Regions from separate parts of the Mus musculus genome. Here regions 1, 2, 3, 4, 5 and 6 are each linked to region 7. Evidence: chromatin contacts called from public HiCAR-type, HiChIP or PLAC-seq and promoter capture Hi-C data. All regions are on one chromosome and are shown on one strand. The core of a region is the stretch at or near the end of the contact, and the rest is flanking DNA. Distances in the headings are between cores, read along the strand shown.

Region 1 (2,887 bases), core at 219-2,718, 2.4 Mb before region 7:
GAGTCCCGCACATTAAGCTTCACTCAGTCAAATGATGCAGAGCTGAGACGATAGCCTGCCGGGACTGTTTATGACTGAAAAGATCACCCTTGACACGTGTTTCCAGTTGGAATGACAGACTGATGCTAATTTACTTGAACTCTTTACCTTACTGTGTAACATGGGACAGAAATTGAATGAAATGTCTAGTGTTGGGCTAACACGTTCATCTCTGAACTTTAGACCTACCACTTTTAACTGTTTCACTTCGTTTTCACTGGGTTTTGAACACCAGGGACAGCTACCACCCTTATTGTTCCCAAAATGTAATTACAGTAAACTACATGGAGAAAACACACATGCATTCCTCAGCCACAGATGGTAGTACTTTTATTGCTGATATTTTACTACTGTGCCTATCAAAGTATAGCGGAGACATCAACTGCATGAAGTAAGACCCAAGTAAAGAAGACAGGAAGACAATTGGGCAGCTAATCAAACTCACCAGTAACTTCCCCATACTTCAGGCCTATAGGCTCTGGGTTTTGGCTTTGCTACATATTATTCTTTAGAATTCTTCTCAGTTGACCTTCCATGGCAAATCTAATTCTGGCCCCCTTGCAGCCTTATTATGCCTTTATTAGGCAAACATGTTGATTGGAGTTTGTAAAAACTAAAAGCACCTTTTGGTTTATTAAAACACAAAGAAACCTTGCTAGTTAATGCACAAGGCAAAAGCCCAAACTATTTTCCAAAACAAGTCTGCAATTTATGCAGAGAAATCTCTTAACTTTCCCTGAGGTGTATATTCCATATAGACGTGTATTACAGACATTAACAGACATTTCCATTTTACAAAAGATTTAACCTAGTATCTTCTGTCAAATTTCTAGCACCTACTACAAAACTGCAAACATAAAAGCTTTTGAAATAGTCATTTTAAGTGAGTCACTCCCTGAAAGAATTTACATTACAGCCAAAGTAAGTTGACTTCAGTATCTTGGAGATAAAACCTGAATTAATTTGCTCATCTGCTTAGCATGTTATCTGTTGCTGTGGAAACCGGTGTGTGTGTTGGGAGGGGGGAGGGCGGTTGGCGAGGGGAGCGACACTGAACTGGTCACAGGCAAATCTCTACCTAGCTGTCATTTCAGGCAAATTATAATTTGTACAACAAACTTGTGATTCAAACAATGTAACCAACATTCTGATGAAAGACAGTGGTAGGGAAAGAATGCTTGTCATGAAGTCTTCCAGGGGGCTCTGGGGCTGAATTCCTGAGGTTCTTTTTCCAGTTGTGCTTAGTGTAGGCCCCAGAAGGGGCTCAGTGAAAATATTTTAGCTCAGAGGCGCACATTTAAAGAGAGCAAGGACAGATTCTTCATAGAGACTGCATCTCCTTTCAACTTCCGTCTCCTGGGTGGAGACCTTGCGGGTTCAGGCACCTGCAATTTCCGCCCTTTTCCTCCCCCCCCCCCCTTTCCGGGCGGAGGAGCCTCGCTCCTCCTCCAGCTAGAGCCCTAGGAACGGCCACGCTCCCTAACCTTGCTTCCAGGACCTAAAAGGGTCGGTCACTCTCTTACAATGCGCTAATTAGGAACAATGTGTCTCCCAATGAAAGCTCTACAGAGGGTAAAGTGCAGCCCACGACAACAGTTCGGTGTGTTCTAGCCTGTTTCCCCGCCTCGCCCCACGTCAGGCTTCTACGATCACGTCCAACCCGCTAGCCCAACCCTTTCCCCGCTCCTCCCAGCGACCACCCATTGTCCCCGCGGCTGTCACGGTGTGGACGCCGAGCTCGCGACTGGAAAGGCAGGGCGTCATTCAGCCTCGCGCTTTTCCCAGCCTTAAAAGGTCTAAGGCCGCTTCCTGCAGCCAGAAGGTAAAGCGGGCCGCCCGAGGGAGCAGCCGCGCCCGGGCCTCCCTGCCCCGGCGTTGGCGGAGCCGCTGCCCTACTCTCGGCTTCTGATCACAATGCCCTGGCAGTAGAGCTGCCTTCACCCTGCCCCGCAACCCGCCCACCGCCATTACCGGCGCAGAGAGAGGGCGGCCGAGCGGGAAGGGGGTGGGGGGGAACGCGAAGGTCCCGGATGTGCCCGCCAGTGAGGTGGGGGCGGGGAGAGGCTTCCTTCCGCGGGCCGCAGGGGCGGGGAGGGAGGGCAGCTCGCGGGGGCGGCGGGGAGCGAACCGAGCACGCGGGTGAAGGCAGGGTCGGGAGCGGAGCGGAGCGCGAGTACGCGCTCTCCTCCGCTCGCCCTCGGGCACGGGCGGGCCGGCCGGGCGCGCGCAGGGGAGCGGCGGTTGCGCCGGGCCGGAGAACTGTGGGCACCAATCAACGGTTGCCATAGCAGCGTTTGACGTCATCGTGCGTGTGGTGCCCCTGCTGCCGGGGCTAGTGATTGGAGGAAACCCCGTGTCTGCGGAGCGGCTGTAGCCTGTGAGCAGCCAGATCAGGGACAGAGTCTCAGCCTCGCCGCCACCGCTGCTGCCGCCGCCGCCCAGAGACCGCCGAGCCGCGTCCGTGTGCCGCCACCCACTCCGGACACAGGTGAGGAGCCGCCCGAGTCGGCCTCCGGTCCCTTCAGCCCGCCGCCGCGCTGCGGCCCGAGAGGGGTCTTCTCAGGAGGACCCGGGCGGCGGCTCGGCTCTGCCGGGCCCGGGCAGGCGCCCACCGCCGCCCCCGGCCGCTTGCTTCTGGCCTGCCGGGCTGCTCATCGCCCCGTTCTGGTCCCCGGGGTGGGGGTGGCGGATGAGGCGCCCACGCGCGAGACCCAGGGGCTCCCGCTCCCGAGGGCGACCGCGATCCGCCCCCGCCGGCACCCTGCTTCCGCCCGCGACTGTGACTCGGCCGTGGCGCAGGTGAGGCCGCCCCCACCCGGGGCGCCCCCGCCACCCCCTCCCCCACGGC
Region 2 (2,885 bases), core at 221-2,720, 2.3 Mb before region 7:
GTTGGAGAGCAAGTGTGCTCCAGGCACTCAGGGCGGTGGGGCGCGCGCGAGAGATCACGCCGTGCCACAGAGCACTGGGTGGCAGGGTTGAGTAGGCGGGGCTGGGGGGCCGTAGCTGCAGCTGTGTCCTTGCTGCCAGAGCTCTAGTCAACTGGCTGCTGTGGAGTCAGGTCAAACAGGGAGGGAGACAGCAAGGGGGAATGTGGAGAGCTCAGGATTGTCAGGCAGCACCGCCCTGAACAGAGAGTGAGGGGCGGATGGAAAGTACGTGGTGGCGGCAGAATCAGGGGAGCAGGGAACCGGGAGTGGAGAGCAAGCAGCAAGAAAACGTGGGGTAGGGAATGGTCTACAGATCGCTAGCTAGAGAGTTGTAAAAGTTTGCTATTAAAGTTCCAGTAAACGGCCATTTAGAGTTATTCTTTGATGGGTATAGGGGCCAAATTTTAACCAGGAGACGTGCTAGCAAAGATATTCCCTTCTGGGTGAGAATAGGAGCAAGTGACTTCCCCGTTCCCCGGTGTCTCTAGTACAAATGTGATAGCTAGAAACAGAGGCAGCCAAAACAGATCACCAGCCACGCAGTGAACTAGCAGCTGAGCTGCGGGACCAGTGCACGAGCTGTGTGTGGGGCTCAGAGCCTGAGGGAGGATGGTTTGCCTAAGCGTAGGATTTTTTCAGCAGTGTGCAAGAGAAGCCAAGAGAAAAACCGTCAGAGAAAGAGAGACAGAGACAGAGAGAGCACTCACCCAGGGGTAGAGGTCCGAGAACGAAGCATCAGTAAGAAGACCAGGACACCACGGGGTGGCTGCAAGCTCAACAGCCCTCCCTTGGGACCAGAGGGCGTTTATGCTGACCAGTGAGAGTAGGGAGCTTTACCAATTCTCCAGTGCTTGGGTGGAGAGGTCTAGCAAGAGATCCATCCCATGGCTGCAAAGTCCATGTGGCAGCACGGAAATATGAGCTCATGCAACCTGTGAGTTTCTAAATCCCAGGCACAGCACCCGTGTTGGTAGAGGCGCTGTATGGTGGGTGAGGTGGAAGGGCTGCCTCCACAGGCCCCCGCTGAGGCATCCCCTCCCCCTGAGGCATGGTATGGAGTTTATTTAGGGCATGGGGAAGGTGGGAGGCAGAGAAAGGCGGGAGGTGGGGAGAGGAGAGGGAGAAGCAGGCCAGGAACACATGGGGAGAGGAAGGGGGGAGCGGGAGAAGGGGCAGGTAGTAAGAAAGAGGATCAGACAGCGAGGAAGAGACATGCAGACCCTTTTAGAGTGAGCCAGGCATACCTGGCTATTGCCAGGTCATGCCAACAGTAACTTCTGCTCTTTAGCAGCCTGTAGTGACATTAATTCTCTTTACATTTAGACAATTTAAGTGTCTAAAGATTGGTGACCCAACCAGGAGAGCAATAGCAAAGCATTATATGGCAAGCATTTGTACCACACTCCCTTGTGACATAGCCCAGCCCATCAAAGGTCTGTACCACACCCTCTTGTGACATAGCCCAGCCCATCAAGTACCAGCATCCTCCCAGGTGTATGTTAGCTTCCTCCAGCTGTGGGCCGCGTTGGGTGCCAGAAGTGCTTCTCTGTCCTCTGTTTCCTCCCTCAGGGTGTCCAGGCACCAGGCTTGAAGGATGAAGTGGAGTCTGGAACAGGTTGGGACTGGCTCTCAGTCCAGCTGAACTCACATGTGGGCATGGGGTGGAGGGCTTCACCAAGGAAGGCCTTCTCTGGCGATTTTAGTCTTACAGCTCTTTTAGATGACTCCCAATGAAGTGGCTCTTAGATGGTCTTCAGTGAAATAGCTGGTGCTCACTTACTTTATTTGGGTGGACAAGGGCTGTATATGAACTTTGGAGAGTGGAGAGGAGTTTTCAGGGTGAATGTTGATGACTGGCTGGAGCTCAGTGAACTGGGAACGCCTCTTTTGTGTGGAAAAGCTCTCCAGGAATCCCAGGTATTTGCTGGGCAGGTTCTTATGGGGTGTAGGGAGAGGAATTTGTAGGTTTGCCAAGGACCCCATTACCTTCCTCAGGTAGAGGATGGGGGGGTAGTCAGAGAAGTGGAAGCCCTGCTAGAAAAAGGGAATTCTCCATTTTGTGCTGAGCTCAGAGGAGCTACACAAAACATGGGGATGTTCCATTAGCTGAATGTTGCTAGAGGAGTGATCTTACACGCGTTCGCAACCGGCCAGGAAAGACGCAACAAACCAGAATCTTCTGCGGCAAAGCTTTATTGCTTACTCAGGAGCAAGAGAGGAAGAGCGCGGCAGAGAGAGGCAGAGAGGAAGAGAGAGAGAGAGAGACACAGAGAGACGCAGAGAGAGAGGCAGAGAGAGGGGCAGAGAGGGAGAGAGGCAGAGAGCAGAGGAAGAGAGCAGAGGAAAAGACGAAGAGGCGAAGAGATGAAGAGAAGAAGAAACGAAGAGACGAAGAGGCGAAGAGAAAGAGTGCCAGAACCCCGTCCCTTTTAAGGAGAATTATCCTCCGCCTAGGACGTGTCGCTCCCTGATTGGCTGCAGCCCATTGGCCCAGTTGTCATCACAAAAAAGGCAGAGCACATGGCGGGAAAACTGCCCCTGCACATGTGCAGATTATTTACTACTTAGAACACAGCTGTCAGCGCCATCTTATAATGGCAAATGTGAGTGCGGCTCCCCACAGAGTGAAGCCCAAAGACTTGTGTCAAGGTGCTCATGAGTCCAGCATGGGACAGTCTGGGAAAGCCGGAGTTTATGGAGTTTATAGGTCAGTGGTCTCCAGAGGTTGGCAGATGAAGATGCAGAATACAGGTTTCTTCAGCTATTCCTCATATTTTGAGGGTGGCATACACCATTTTGCTCAAAGCCTGTAGAATAGAGACAGAAGTGGGGGCTGATGCAGAGCT
Region 3 (2,736 bases), core at 34-2,533, 2.1 Mb before region 7:
GATAAATTAGAATACAATCAATAAACTCTCAAGTTGTTTGATACACCAACCGGGGAAGAATAAATTGTAAGAATAGAATTATCATTTAAATTACCCAATGATTTGGCACAGTGCATGGGCATATATGAAGATATTATGGACTTAGCCACTGACAAATTGATTAATGTATCCCCAATTTACAGAATATTTATAGTCAGTCACTGCACAAGTAAATGTTAAATAGCTAAAGATGATTGGCAGCCCTGGGGATGGCTGAGCTCACCCTGCCCTGGTGTGTGGCCTGTGTGTGTATATGTGCACAGGCCCATGCATTCACAAACATGAGTGTGCAAACACTTAACATGCACTTGCACATGGAGACCAGAGGTCAGCCTCAGGTGACATACCTTAAGAGCCAATCATCTTGATTTTTTTTTGAGAGGACTCTCATTAAAGCCCATGAATAGCCCAGGCTGGCAGACTGGTCAGGGGGACCACTGAGACCCAGCTATCTCCTACTAGCCAGAACTTGGATTACCACATGCCAGCATGCTTGGCTTTTTATGTGGGTTCTGGGGTGACTTCAGGACCTTATGCTTGCAATGCAGGTCCTTTACCAACTGAGCTATCTCTCCAGCCTTCTTATAATCCTTAAATGAAAGGAATATGAGGTTTCCTTAAGCCAGGCAATACTCCTATACATCTATTTGACATTGCCGGGGGCTGGGGGCGGGAGGACGACTTAGATGTAATTCTTGAACAGACAACACCCTACAGGGTCATCTGGTGGGTTGGATGATACTAGAATTTGTAGAACAGTGTTTAAAAGAAGTCACCTTGGCTATATGACTGGAGTTGAGAGAGAGAGAGAGAGATAGAGAGAGAGAGAGAAGCTCTGTGAAAGAATGTTCCATATATGGGTGTATCATCATTTTCACATGTCATGATAAGTCAAGGAACCCTTATAAGTGGGTGTAAGCATTCACTCTGAATAATAACTCGGCAGGATTATAGCTTAGAGTAGACTTGTCAGCCATTATTTGCTAACTTGTGGATTCAGATTTTAAACACCTCCCCTGCAGCCCTAAACTAATAAATTAATGCGCGTGGCACTTAATATATTTGTTTCTGCCTTTTAAATTTCTACTTAGTTGAGGGAATGGGATGTATGTTTTTTAAAAGGGGTGAATGTGCGCGATGCTGGCTAGAGGCCGAACCGCCATGAGAGCCTCCCGCCTGCAGGGGGCGCGCCGCCGCGGGGTGCGAGGCCGCTCTGCCCTCGCGAGCTCCACCTCTGTGGTCGTCCGCGCCCCGCCTGTCGCCGCTGGAGAGGAGGAGCTGCTGCCATCACTGCTGCCGCGGGCGCAGGTACCAGGGCCGGGGCCGTGGGCAGCAGCTGGGCGGGAGCCGGTGACAGCTCCTCTGAGGGCCGTGGAGCCCGGCGCGGGTCCGAGCGGCTTCCGCGCGGGCGATGCTGGCAGGAGGGCCCGGGTCAGGCCTGGGAGCTTGCGCGGATGATGCCCGCGGGTATTCGCGGGTCTCAGGCAGCCCACGCCCCAGCCCGATGGCGGCGTCCTTCCCAGGCAGGGATTCAAAGCATAGCTAGGAATTGTCAACACCTTAGCGGTTCACGAGGAGACCGAAGCCCGGGCGTGCGTGGGCGCTGTGGAGGTGCGTGTGATCTGTCCGGACTGTCACACTGCCCAGGGTATCCGCGGAGAGAAAAGATTTGCACACTTTGCGCTTAGGCCTCAGGTGATCATGAACTTTCACACTTGACACGCGTCGTTAAAACGCAGTTGCTTCCTCTCCGGATTTCCCAACAACCGTCTTAGGGAGAAGACATTTATTTTAACAGCGTTCCACAGACTCTAGAATTGGCTGCGGAATGTAATAAGTGTGTGTTATTGAAGAGTAAATAACACTGCCCACTCTTCAGAACGTGGCATTAGTACTTAGGCGCTTCCCAAGGTGCCATCAGTGGTGTGGTGATTTTTCATGTTACAGTAACAGCTGGCTATCTTCATGTCAGATATTGTGCCTAATGGTCCTTTTTAAAATCTTTGCAACAACCCTGACAAGTACCATCTCTGATTTGCAGATAAAGAAGCTGAGGCACAGAGTCTTAAGTCAACCTGTCCAAGCCCAGACAGTTGGCAGACTAAGTGGGACCGGAGACGCCCAAGACTTCACGCCAGCATCCCTTTACCTTGCAAAGGTAGTAGTGTTCCTTAAGATTTTTGTTTATTGATAGAATTCGTAGCCTGAACTGGTTTCTCTTAGACTTATGCTTATGGAGTATGCAAGAGCCTGTGCCACTGTCCTTTTAGTTTCAAGGGAGTTTAATGAGAAATGCATTTGTTCTTTAAGCCTTGTAGTGATAATAAAGTTAAATGTCCTGGATTCTTACTGTTTCAGCATAGGTTGATTTGATGGAGGAGTGCGTCTGTGATTGTCTATCCACATTAGCTGTGTGTTGGTTAGTTGTATTTTCACAGCAGTTCTAGTGAGTGTACCTTGCACACATAGCATTCTGCCAAGCAGAAAGATTCCCCGACTCCTACAAGAAGCTAGTGTCTCACAGGATACCAGAGAGACGTGGGAGAGAACTGCTACGTGGTGAGGAACGAAGGATACACAGCACAACCTGTAAGCAAACTGAGCTAGTGACTGCAGGATCAAGGGTTTGCACTGTGAGACTGGGGATGTGATTTCCCAGTCCCAGAGACTGGGGCGTTAGAGTCTAACTAAGTTCCT
Region 4 (2,700 bases), core at 44-2,543, 2.2 Mb after region 7:
AACAAAAAAGGACGTGAAAGCGCTTCCCGCCAAAGCCCGGGGCGGGAGGTGAGGGGTACCGGGACCGGGACCTACCCGCTCTGGGCCCAATTCCAAGGGCGATCGCCGGAGATCACTCCCCTCCAACAGTTCCTCGGAATATCCTGAGCACCGATCTTCTCCTGGCCCCAGACCGTGAACCCGGGTATGAAATGCGTGCGGCTGGGCTGCCCGCAGACGGGGGCTCTGCGATTGGAGCTCATCCTGCTGAAGCCCCAGGCTTCGCCATCCCTGCCTTAGTCTTCCTCAGCAAAACACCCTGGCGGAGTTGTGCCCTGGTCCCACTAACCCCAGATTTTCACGAACACCGCAGAGCCCCTGTGCAGAGAGCAGGAAAATAAATGTCCCCTAGTCCACCGTGCAGGGAGGTAGGCGATTCCGACCACCAATCCCGGTTCCAGATCCCACCAAGCAAGCCTGGCCTAGCGCGGATTACGCACACAGATCTCCACGGGTACCTGAAAGGTGCTGGCCGAGGTGCAGGCTTGCCCACTGACCGGTCGCACACCCGGACCTTCTCAATCCACGCTCGTATCCAGGGAAAGGCTAAGACACAAACTTCCAGCCCGTGCACTATCTCCACTGCGACCGCCCCCGCTTTGATGGTAGTCCTGCACGCGCCTCTGCCAGGTTGTCCCCACCCAGGTGTCTGCAGAGTGACCCTACCAGAGACTTACACCACCCGCAAATGGACCAGTGCCGAGTCCAGTTCACACGTGCAGGGTCTCAGCTATGACACTCAGGGACTCTGCGGGGAGAGAGCTCACCAGATGCCGGGCGCGTTCCTCCTGCTAGTCATCCAGCGCCCCGGGGCCCGGAGCTGCTCCAAGGGTCCTCTTCAGTGTACTACGAGGGAAGTCGAGGCAGCCGCCACCACTGCACCCCGCCACTTCTCCAGAGCTATCCTCCTCTCGCAGCGCGCCAGGCTGGGGACCAGCTAGTCTGCCGGAGTCTCCAGTTGTGCAGCTGAGTGGACAGGCTCGCGCCGAGAGAGGGCGACCGGTGAGGTGGCAAAGTTGGGTACCCTCTGCTTAGTAGCTGCGCGTGGGAACCAAGAACACCCCCAAAAAGGATTGCACGTGCCGGGACGCCCCCGCAGTGGGAAGGTGGGATACAGAGGTCGCCACAAGGCTGGGGCCACCGTCAGCCAAGGGCTGAGGAGCCCACCCGCGGCGGGAGCGCAGCGCGCGCGGGAGTGGGCACAGCGTGAGCAGCCGCTGCTGACGCCGCCTTCCTAGCGAGTAGACCAGCGCTGGGTGAGCGGGCCCAGAGCTCGGGGCGGGGAGCACAGGACCGCCTCGCCTCGCCCCGCCCCCGCCCCGCCCCCTCCGCCGCACCTCCCCTACTCCGCCCCTCCCGCGTGCAAACTGAGCGCCCCACCCACCCCTGACCTTCCCAGGCCCCTCCTCTAGCCCCGCCTCTTCCCGAGATGGGACCCCCAAACACTCCCCAGGGGGCTCTCTACACACCCCAGGAGTTCTATTTGTGCCACCAGAGTGCAAGCTCACCCAACTGGTGACTTTTTTCGAACTCCCTTCCTCGCCTGGAAGAGACCTTCTTTGGCTACCCGCCCCTTGCCCGGTGGCTCCTACGTGGCTACTTTGCAGGATGGGCTGTATAAAGGGCTGGAGGCAGTTCAACCCAAACCAGAGACGTGGCGTCTGCTAGGCCTGCCTAAGCTCCAGGTAAGTGCGTGCCCCCGGCGGATCGCGGGTGGGAAGAAAGTGGAAGTTTAAGATTCAGTTCTTCTGTGTCATCATAAGAAGACTGGGGTGTGCTTTGGGGGTGGTGAGGGGCCCGCCGCGGATTCTTACAGGCGAGCTGGGCCCAGCAAGGCTCTCAGTTCTTGAAAAGGATAGATCAGAGAAATGAATAAATCTGCCATCCAAGGAAATAGAGCAAGAGGTTCCCAAGTAGCCCTAATGGGAATTAGGAGAGGGTTACCTCATGGACAGAAACAGCTGGGCTAATTGGTACTCCGCAAGTATCTTGGGAGTTTACTGAGTGAGCATGGGGGCAAAAAGTTTATCTTGGAACGCAAAGTAAATGCCTTGGGAAGGCAGCTTTATTGACGCGTTGTTCAGTTCTCCTTCTAAGGAAGTGATCAACTCACCAAGTTCTAAACAACATACAAGGTTGTGAAGAGGGGAAATTACAGGATAAAGTCAGAAACCGTGGATCCCTGCCCCTACAGCCATGCTTGGCGATCCTTTTCCCTCAGGATAGGGTAAAGGAACGATGTCTTCAGGTTTTCCTCCCATATCGGGCCTTGTTGGTGGCCTCGGGTGCTTTTGCATAAGGAACCTCATCAATGAGTTTCTTAGCTGCAAGACCTAAGGATGTTCCCATTTGCCACAATCACATCCTGGTATTGGCAGGTTGCAAATGTGCCCTGGTAGGGGATAGGGGCGCCGGTGACAGTTCGGGGCCTCTGTGAGGGTTCCATGATGCTAAACAGGGACCGGGTAATAGCTGGAATGTGTCACCGCTCATCCAGGACCACAGAGATTCAAGAGGAGGTGAATAGAAGCACAAGTTGCCACCAATTTGTTGTGTCTGTCACCTTCAAATGAAAGAATTAGGCGAAACCATTTTTGAAAGAGTCCATTGGAGGCTATGTCAACCCCAGAGTGTGCTGTGTCTACAATTGTGGAGCCTGAA
Region 5 (2,783 bases), core at 243-2,742, 2.2 Mb before region 7:
AACAAACAAACAAACAAACAAAGAACAGCCTTAAATGATACTCATGTGTTAAGCATACAACATATTTTTCAAAACTGTTATCTTCCATCAATATGGGTGGGGAGGTGAAGATGGGGGAGAGGGGACAGCATCTGTGTAAGAGTCTCCGGACTTAAATTCTAACTGAGAAGAGTTATAACTAATTTACACTAGGCAATAGGCTAGGCTAACGATCATTGAAGAGCTGAGCAGTCATTTAACTTCTGACACCATTAACGGTAAAAATAGTACTATTTGCTTCACTTCCCACACATCATTGTCAAAGGATGTTTATAGAGGACTTCAAAAACTGTAAAACCTACTAAAGTGGAGTTTTTGGGTTGATGTAATGTCATTTCTACGAGTTGATATATTTGTGCCTATCAATCATTTATATTAATCCCCAAACCCTGGCATCCAAGAGCTAGATTAGGGTGGCCCTGACCTCAGAGATCTGCAAACCCCTCCTGCCTTTCCAAAGCTGGGTTAAAGGCGTGGGCACCACGCCTGGTGAAGTGGGTTAAAAGCGTGGCCAACCACGCCTAGTTAAGCAGGCTATCCAGGTTTGTTTGGGTAAGAGTGACAGATACCGAGTAATTATGAGAAACGCATACTTTAAAGGAAAAAAAATTTTTTTTTCGAGTCCTTTTTACCACTGTAAAAAATGTAGGAAGTGGCTAAGTGATTCCAACAGAACATCTTAAGCGCCAGACTCCCAACTGCCTTTATCCCATCCCCTCCCCTCCCCCTCGTCGGGGCCGCGGACCCGTGCTGGGTCACGCCCGGGACGGTTGGGGTCCGGTTGAGGTCAGCCAGCCCGCGGCCGTTGAGAACTCCAGCTCCCGGCAGGCACCGCTTCCGCGGCCCACGCGCGTGGCGGCGCTGCCCGCTGGGACTCGTAGTGCGGTCCGGGTAGGAGAACGAGGCAGTTACCCTGCCTCCTTCCGCGCACACCTAGGAAACCCGGCCGGCAAGGCTCACGCCCGCCCACCCGTTTCCAGCGCCGCTCGGGGGTGGGGGGCTAGCGAAGCAGAACCTCAGCCGGGGCGGAGGGAAGAGGCCGCCACTAGACGCGCACGTGGGGGGCGGTTGGCGCCCAGAAACCCGGAAGCCCCGCGCGCTGCCCACCCGCTGCGCTGACGGGTTAACGCTCTTTCGGGCGGGGGCGGGGCGTGTGCGCAAGGGGCGTGACCAGCGGCCGCGCCGAGGCCGCCCACTGGCCGTCCCGCCCTTTCCTGGCTTTGCGCAGCGGGAAGTCGGCCCCTGGCTGTGGCGCCTGCGCAGAAGCCCCGCCCCGCCTCGGGCCCAACCCCCACGCCCGCAGCAGCGGCAGCCGCCGCCACCTCTCCCTTCCTCTGCGCTTTCCTCCGCCTCCTCCGGCGCCGTCGCTCGCGTAGGGCCCTGGCGTCAGACGCGCGTGGGCGGGGCGAGTGCGGCGGGGGGTATAAGTAGAGGGTGCAGGAGGCGGTGCTTCCCCTTCTCCCCGGCGGTTAGTGCTGAGAGTGCGGAGTGTGTGCTCCGGGCTCGGAACACACATTTATTATTAAAAAATCCAAAAAAAATCTAAAAAATCCTTTGAAAAAACCCAAAAAAAATTTACAAAAAAATCCGCGTCTCCCCCGCCGGAGACTTTTATTTTTTTTCTTCCTCTTTTATAAAATAACCCGGTGAAGCAGCCGAGACCGACCCGCCCGCCCGCGGCCCCGCAGCTCCAAGCAGGAACCCAGAGACCGAGGCCTTCCTGCCGCCCGGACCCAGCACCGCCAGCCTCGCTCCCCCGGTTCCACGGCCGTTGAGTACGCGTCGATTCCGGTTGAATTTTGTCCCTCTGCGCTCGCCCCCGCTCCCCTCCCCCCGGCTCCGTCCCCCGGCCCCGCACTCGCTCTCCTCCTCTCACGGGAAAGGTCGCGGCCTGCGGCCCCGCGGGCAGCCGTGCCGAGATGAACCCCAGCGCCCCCAGCTACCCCATGGCCTCTCTGTACGTGGGGGACCTGCACCCCGACGTGACCGAGGCGATGCTCTACGAGAAGTTCAGCCCGGCCGGGCCCATCCTCTCCATCCGGGTCTGCAGGGACATGATCACCCGCCGCTCCTTGGGCTACGCGTACGTGAACTTCCAGCAGCCGGCGGACGGTGAGCGGCAGGCCGGAGGGTGGCGGGCGGGCGGCCATGCGGCCGGGGCGGCGGGCCTAGCGGGGCGGGCGAGGGGGCGGGAGGGCACGGCGCCGCAGCCCCTCGCGGGCCGGCACTTCCTCCTCTGCGACCATTTTCTCGCCATCGGTCGCTCTCAAACTTTAGGGCGATGACGCGCCCGGAGGGTGGTTGAGATAGCCTTCACCGCGCTCCCGCCACAAGCTGTGGGATTCGGGGGTTTCGAGTACCCTCCTGGAGCGGCGGGTGGAGGTACCCCTCCATCCCCTGCCCTGGCCCGGCAGTCAGGCCGGGGAGGAAGTACGATTCAGTGTTGGGAAATACCACGTGTTGAACCCTGTAACCTCACAGGCCCGAGGCCTGTTCCTGCCGGTGGCTCAATCGCTGGGAGGAGCCCTAGGCTTTAGAAGAAAGTTAAATAGGGTGATGCCTGGTGGTGGTGGTCCTTAGGGTCGTAAGCTCGTTCCTAATAGCACATCTCTGACCTGTGGACCAGGAAAGGCACCTTATACCATATATAATTGCTTGGGGTTTTCCCTAGATGAAGTATTCTTTAACCATGCCGTGGAGGAGGGGATGTGGAAGACTCTAGGGCACCAGACTCCTTGGCTCAT
Region 6 (2,880 bases), core at 105-2,604, 2.1 Mb before region 7:
AGTCAGAAAGGGGTCGGAGGCAGCGAGAGAACAAACAGGTGCAAAGATTTGAGCGTGAACCCTACTCTACTGCTCACCCCACTCAGCCCTTCTTAGTGTTTTCCACTGTAAAGCAATGATAACAACTCCTGTGGGTTATCGGGAAGATTTGTGCAGATAAGATACATAAGCTGTCCAGTAGACAGGTAATCAACAGATTGAACTAAATGTTGTTATATGCCCTGGACAGTACTATGAGGGCTACCTGGGAGATCTTTTGCCTAAAATCACACTCTCTCTTCTCCTTGGAAGCTGTACTTGAATAACCAACATCAGGAATTGGTGTTAGAATGTATGCTGTGATTTCTAGAAGACCCATGTTAAAGGGCAACCTCACCACTTGCAAGTGGAGCCACTACAGCAAGCCTTTATCAAGAACTAGTCCAATCAGAATGGGCCTGGTGGCACAGGGCTGCCATCCTAGCTACTCAGGAGACAGGCACAAGGGTCACAAGTCAAAGGTCTGCTGGGACAGCCTATTGAGCCCCATGTCAAAATAAGTAAAATTTAAAGAGAGAGCTATAGATGATAGATAGGTAGGTGATAGCTAGATAGAATACACAGACACACACACACTTTATATAGGTAGACAGACAGATATATATATCGATCTCAGATGTAAAGTGTTCACTGTACATACATGAGGACTGAGTTTGGATCCCAGCACTAGCGTGAGAGTCTGGGTGTGTGTAATCCCCTCCCTGGGAGAGCTGAAGTGGAAGGATCACTGGGGGCTTCCTGGTCAGCTATTCTAGCCATTCAGTCAGCTCCAGACCCAGTGAAAGACCCTCTTCTTTGTAGAATAAAGTACTGGTCCTACACACACACACACACACACACACACACACACACACACCCCACATATACATGGATACACATACAAGCACACACACAGTCTACAGATATGCTCAGTGGTACAGCATTTGCCTAGACCCTGGGCTCAATCCTCAAAATTGAAAGAAAAACATCAGTTTAATTGATCAGCAAAGACTGAACTTGGAGAACAGGGCACTGCTGTACTTGTGATAAGTACTTTTTGTGCCCACTTGATCGTGGACTGCCTAAGTTCTTGATGGCTCCCCCTGATTGTATCTTTCTCTTGGAAGTATTTGGGCAATTAGCAAAGACATTGCACACAAAGGACAACTGCCTGGGCAAGAGGGAGTCAGAGTGGAGGCTTGTCTGTCTGTTAGCCAGTCCCACCGTGGGAGGGAGAACGGGAACTTCTTTCCCTCAGGAGCATGAGTGCTGCAAAGCCTGGCAGCAGTGTGAACGCGGAGCCTTCTGCAGTAGTCCACAGGGGGGCGCCATGTGCCAATCTTAATCTGTAAGATTCTGTCAAGAGGCGGAAGTTCACAAGCAACTGCTATGCAGAGACCAGTGTTGGTGCGGCTGCTTGCTGCCGAGGGAGCCCTGGCTGGCTTTCTGGCCCTTGCTCTCTCCGGATCTGAAAGTGAGGATCAGCCATCCAGTCTGAGGACTACACAATTCAGCGGCATCGCGAACTCCCAGGAAGTGCTGACATCCATCCACTCCTCAGGGCCTGCCCCTTGGAGGACCCGGTCAGAAGATCTGGCGTCGAACAGGACAGGATGGAGCAGCGAGGGGTCTGATGGCTTATTTTTTAATTCCTCTGGTGACAGTTTTATTGGGCTGTTATTTACATATGTTGTAACTCACCCATTTAAAGTGTACTGTTCAGGGGCTGGAGAGATGGCTCAGCGGTTAAGAGCACTGACTGCTCTTTCAGAGGTCCTGAGTTCAATTTGCAGCCACCACACGGTGCCTCACAACCATCTGTAGTGAGATCTGATGCCCTCTTCTGGTGTGTTTGAAGAGTGGCAATGTACTCACGCACACAATAAACAAACAAATAAATCTTTAAAAAAATTTGTACAGTTCAACGAGCTTGCTGAACACACGCATGGTTATGCAACCACCACCCTAACCATCCCTCAAAAAACTCAAAAAACCCTCTGTCTGTGATCTCACTTCCCAAAACCCCACTCCCAGGCAACACAGTTTTTACTTCTGAGTCTACAGAGTCACCTACTCTGGAGATTGATATAAATCAAGTGATGAGTTTAGTGCCTTTGCTTCTGGCTTGTCTCCCTGTTTGCAAGCTTTATCCCTGAGGCTCATGCAGCGGTGCTCATGCCAGTGTCTTAAGCAATAGAATTCTATTTCACTGTGTGAAATCCATAAACAAAATCCACATTTTGTTTATTGGGTCCTTATTTAATGATTTTTTTCTGTGTTCTAATTTATTATGAAGGATGTTGTTAGGACTATTCTCTTGAGAATAGTCATTTATTCTTTTTATTTATTCTTATATGTGGGGTATGGTGGTCAGGGAATAGCTCTGCAGAGCTGTTTTTTCCTTCCACCTTTCTGGGGGTTCCAGGGATTGAACTCTCATCACCAGATTTGTATAACAAGTCTTGCTACTCACTGAGTGAGCTCACCAACCCTTTTATATATGTGTTCTTGTAGGGACAAGATTGATTTATTTATTGTGTGTGTATGTGGTGTGCCTGTGTGTGCCTATGTGTGTGCACCTGTATGTGTATGTGTAGTATATGTAATTGTTAGTGTGGATATGTGTCGATGGGTGTGCAAGTATATGTATATACATGTGTGTGCGTGTGCGTGTGTATAAACCAAAGGTTGCCACCCCTCATCTTTTCCTGATCATCTTTATTTTTGGAGACAGTCTCTGGAGCTCACTGCTTCTGCTACTCTGGCTGGTGTGAGCTTTAGAGATTGCCTCTCTCTGCACCCACAGTGCTGGGGTGACAGGAATATGTCACCATGCCCTGCTTTCATGTGGGCTCCGGGGAT
Region 7 (2,904 bases), core at 103-2,602:
TAAAAATGTGAGAATAACACAGTTACTATCTCATAGAGTGTGTGTGTTGGCTAAGTAATATGTTTTAGTTTCCGTTTTTTTTCTTTTTCCAAAAGATCAACTCACAGAGATTGCCAGCTCCGGGTGGGATTATAGGTATAGATCATCTCGACCCGCATGACTCATGGATGTTTTTAAAGTTATTTTAATTAAGGGGAGGCAGGGTTGTTCTTCCCTTTCCTAACCTCCAGGGCAAAGTAACTCACCATACAGCTTACCTACTACCCTGGGTTTCCTTTTTCATGCTTATATAAATTTGGTGGCACAGGTGCTTGTGCAGTTGGGCAGAGGTCACAGGTCAACTTCTGGGTACTTACTCGGTAGTTGTCCACCTTATTTTTCACAAGATCTTTGAGACCTGGAGCTGACAGGTTAGACTAGGTTGGCTGGCTAGCCAGCCTTGGGGAATCTGTTCCACAAATGGAGTTACAAGTGTGCACAACCATGCCAGACTTTTGGGGGCTGGGGATTGACAGAGAGGTTTAGGCATAAAATGCAGGTCCCCACGCTTGCAAGGCAAGCACACTTTACTGACTGAACAATCTCAACAGCCCTGGGTTTTCGTTGGTGCTAGTGCGTAAATAGTAGAGGCTTTCAAGGTTTTTTTTTTTTTTCCTTGAATGCTACATTTATACAACGGCCCAAGTTTCGTAGCAAAATGATTTTTTAAATTATTCGTATTGCGACTATTTCTTTACTTCTGTATACGTATGTGAGCATTCAAGCGCAGGCCAAAGAAAAACCTGCTGGACTTGGCGCTCCCCTCCCACCACGTGGGTTTGGAACTCATTCGTCTACTTAGCGACAAGCGCATTTACCCGTCAGCCACTTCACCAGGTTTTTTTTTTTTTTTTTTCAATTGTGGTCCCTGTGCAAAGTAGGCTCCCAAGTACACGGTATAAAACCGCCGCAAAAGGGGTGTGTGTCCTACGGAGCGGCAAACAGGAAGATCAGCGGCGGGTGGACAGAGATGCCTCCGCTCCTGGTGAGCAGTCACGGGGTAAACCGGCGGCCCGGGGTCCTTCCGGAGCACGCCCAAGACAACGTCAGGCGGAGACCAGCCCAGGAGAGGCCAGGTCGCTGCCGCCTCGCCACGGAGCCCTGGGCCTCGTCGTCAGCTCCCATCGAGCTCCGGCTCTCCGCGGTGTCAGCCCGCTGCAGCAGAACAAACGCCCAGAACCGAAGGCCGGAGCCCAGACGCCGCAGCAGCCCAGCCTGCGTTGTAACCCGGTCCCCATAGCAACCAACTACCGCAGACTACTCTCGCAAGCGCTGTTCTGCTTGTGACCCGGACCGGCTTCTCTTCCGCTTCCGGTCCCACAATCCTCTGTCGGCCTAGAAGAGCTTTGCATTGTGGGAGCTCCTTCCTTTCTCGCTCCCCGGCCATCTTGGCGGCTGGTGTTGGTGAGTGAGCTCTGCGGGGTAAACGATTAGGCGGCTCGGGGAGCTCCGCTAGCTGGTGTTTGACGCTCTGGATTATAATCCTCTCTTCTGTCCTCTGTGTATGCTAGGTTGGGGGTTGTCCCGCACCTAAGGCAGGAAGATGGTGGCCGCAAAGAAGACGGTGAGTGAAGCCGATCGGGCCCGGAAGCCGGTTCACGTGGAGAGCTGGGTCGGGCCGGGGCGGATAGATTTGAGCACACTGGGTGGACGACTTGTCGCTGACGTTTCAGGGTCTCAAAGTGAATCCGAGAGGCTCTTTGTATGGTCTCAGACATCATGAAAGGGTTCAGTTCCAGAAATCTGGAACTGAGTTTGGTTTTAGATGACTGCAAGTGGTGTTCAAGTCTCAAACGTTTGCATTGTAGAAAAAGTCTCTGGAGTCGATCAACTCTAGGCTCCAACTTGTTATGAAAAGTGGGAAGTACGTGCTGGGCTACAAGCAGACTCTGAAGATGATCAGACAAGGCAAAGCGAAGTTGGTTATCCTTGCCAACAACTGTCCAGCTTTGAGGTAATGGAGGGAACCTGGATGTGTGCAGCCTATTGTAAATTCACTGTGCAGTATCCAGCATTGGGAAGAAGAATAATGATGGTTGCTTTCTGATGTTTGGACCTTGCTTTGTGTGTGTTTTTTGTAAATGTACCTTTGAGGCACGTTGTGTGACAGGAGGTATACAAATGATACACGCAGACTGGGGGAAGCCCGATCCCGAATTTTTCAAGGTTTGAAGTGTTAACACTCCGCTTCATGTGCCTGTTTTAGTTTAGAAAAATTCTGGCTGGATTATGGAGGTGATGGTATCATGAAATCACCTATTTGGCAGGGTCCAATTTTCTGAACACGTTCATTCTTGATTAACTATTTTAACTCGAACCTAACAAGTATTTTAAGTAAGCTGAAGAAGCTTGTGTAGTATACGCTCCTTGATTTTTCTATGGCAATTGTACACCTCTTCAGCCTTTTATGTAGGTGTCTATACTTAGTGGCAGAGTTTGGAATGTTTGGTCTTATTTTAAACCTTTGCCAGTCGATTCATAGTGGCAGCGTAGACATTCATTACTAAATTACAAGCTCAGACTCAGTGGGTCCAGGCTGGAGCTTCAAGTTCATTTCTCATAAGCACTTTGGAGCACTGTTGGTATGTGGGGCCACATTCTAAGCTCAAGGTTCTGTGGAACTTTCAAATCTTAACAATTTGTATCCTTTAACTTGGCACTGAAGTATTTATTTTTTGGGTAATATTATCAGCAGCCCTTATGTAGTATTCACTGTATAGTAGGTGGTTTAAGAGGGCTTACTTTTTTAGGTTTCTGACCCTCCACTCCACCTTCCTATTATTCTTTGCCTTCGTTTGATTAAAATGGAGTATATACTTGTTGCTGACACGAGATTCTCCTGGTGTTGTGAGGTGGCTGATGTGA

What was found. Promoter capture Hi-C pulls out the DNA fragments that hold promoters and counts their contacts. HiCAR-type assays count read pairs that join an accessible place to other places. HiChIP or PLAC-seq counts read pairs in DNA pulled down with a chosen protein or histone mark. Capture Hi-C pulls out chosen DNA fragments and counts their contacts.
Region 1: a contact with region 7 is called in an H3K27ac HiChIP or PLAC-seq map of large pre-B cells, with 5 times the contacts expected there. The contact joins the promoter of Ywhaz here to the promoter of Rpl30 in region 7. A contact is called at or near these places in 3 of 39 promoter capture datasets (the C10 cell line, neutrophils and pre-B cells), 1 of 115 datasets of contacts at active chromatin or transcription factors (large pre-B cells) and 2 of 9 other capture datasets (adipose tissue and liver).
Region 2: a promoter capture Hi-C map of pre-B cells shows a contact between it and region 7, with 4 times the contacts expected there. The contact joins the promoter of A830021M18Rik here to the promoter of Rpl30 in region 7. A contact is called at or near these places in 4 of 39 promoter capture datasets (the C10 cell line, the HPC-7 cell line, hippocampal neurons and 1 more), 1 of 115 datasets of contacts at active chromatin or transcription factors (astrocytes) and 1 of 9 other capture datasets (adipose tissue).
Region 3: a promoter capture Hi-C map of adipose tissue shows a contact between it and region 7, with 3 times the contacts expected there. The contact joins the promoter of Ankrd46 here to the promoter of Rpl30 in region 7. A contact is called at or near these places in 9 of 39 promoter capture datasets (the 3T3-L1 cell line, 3T3-L1-derived adipocytes, the HPC-7 cell line and 4 more), 1 of 115 datasets of contacts at active chromatin or transcription factors (astrocytes) and 2 of 9 other capture datasets (adipose tissue and liver).
Region 4: a HiCAR-type map of astrocytes shows a contact between it and region 7, with 3 times the contacts expected there. The contact joins the promoter of Sema5a here to the promoter of Rpl30 in region 7. A contact is called at or near these places in 2 of 39 promoter capture datasets (liver and pre-B cells) and 1 of 115 datasets of contacts at active chromatin or transcription factors (astrocytes).
Region 5: a promoter capture Hi-C map of 3T3-L1-derived adipocytes shows a contact between it and region 7, with 4 times the contacts expected there. The contact joins the promoter of Pabpc1 here to the promoter of Rpl30 in region 7. A contact is called at or near these places in 14 of 39 promoter capture datasets (the 3T3-L1 cell line, 3T3-L1-derived adipocytes, the C10 cell line and 9 more), 3 of 115 datasets of contacts at active chromatin or transcription factors (the NIH/3T3 cell line, astrocytes and large pre-B cells) and 2 of 9 other capture datasets (adipose tissue and liver).
Region 6: a contact with region 7 is called in a promoter capture Hi-C map of neutrophils, with 4 times the contacts expected there. The contact joins the enhancer-like site here to the promoter of Rpl30 in region 7. A contact is called at or near these places in 6 of 39 promoter capture datasets (the 3T3-L1 cell line, hippocampal neurons, liver and 3 more) and 2 of 9 other capture datasets (adipose tissue and liver).

The regions. Positions count from the first base shown.
Region 1 is chr15:36,793,119-36,796,005 of GRCm38.p6, reverse strand. Ywhaz (tyrosine 3-monooxygenase/tryptophan 5-monooxygenase activation protein, zeta polypeptide) reads left to right here and starts at 1,468. Exons shown (of 7, transcript NM_011740.3): 1 at 1,468-1,861; 2 at 2,331-2,527.
Region 2 is chr15:36,724,830-36,727,714 of GRCm38.p6, reverse strand. It overlaps A830021M18Rik (a long non-coding RNA gene), which reads right to left and starts at 1,470. Exons shown (of 3, transcript XR_875150.3): 1 at 747-1,470. All of the region lies in intron 1 of Gm41297 (a long non-coding RNA gene), which reads left to right.
Region 3 is chr15:36,495,338-36,498,073 of GRCm38.p6, reverse strand. It overlaps Ankrd46 (ankyrin repeat domain 46), which reads left to right and starts at 1,283. Exons shown (of 5, transcript NM_175134.4): 1 at 1,283-1,347; 2 at 2,081-2,197.
Region 4 is chr15:32,243,406-32,246,105 of GRCm38.p6, reverse strand. Sema5a (sema domain, seven thrombospondin repeats (type 1 and type 1-like), transmembrane domain (TM) and short cytoplasmic domain, (semaphorin) 5A) reads right to left here and starts at 1,293. Exons shown (of 23, transcript NM_009154.2): 1 at 807-1,293. It overlaps Snhg18 (small nucleolar RNA host gene 18), which reads left to right and starts at 1,444. Exons shown (of 2, transcript NR_038186.1): 1 at 1,444-1,724.
Region 5 is chr15:36,607,682-36,610,464 of GRCm38.p6, reverse strand. Pabpc1 (poly(A) binding protein, cytoplasmic 1) reads left to right here and starts at 1,492. Exons shown (of 15, transcript NM_008774.3): 1 at 1,492-2,151. The coding sequence starts at 1,959.
Region 6 is chr15:36,577,210-36,580,089 of GRCm38.p6, reverse strand. No RefSeq gene overlaps it. Among named protein-coding and RNA genes, the nearest start is that of Snx31, 23 kb to the right of the region's middle. Within about 2 kb of position 1,354, at least 121 of the 459 cell types and tissues checked have an H3K27ac peak or open chromatin away from gene starts, as enhancers often do. A contact at or near this core is called in adipose tissue, hippocampal neurons, liver and 1 more, where this site is marked.
Region 7 is chr15:34,441,724-34,444,627 of GRCm38.p6, reverse strand. Rpl30 (ribosomal protein L30) reads left to right here and starts at 1,352. Exons shown (of 5, transcript NM_001163485.1): 1 at 1,352-1,443; 2 at 1,551-1,603; 3 at 1,848-1,993. The coding sequence starts at 1,583.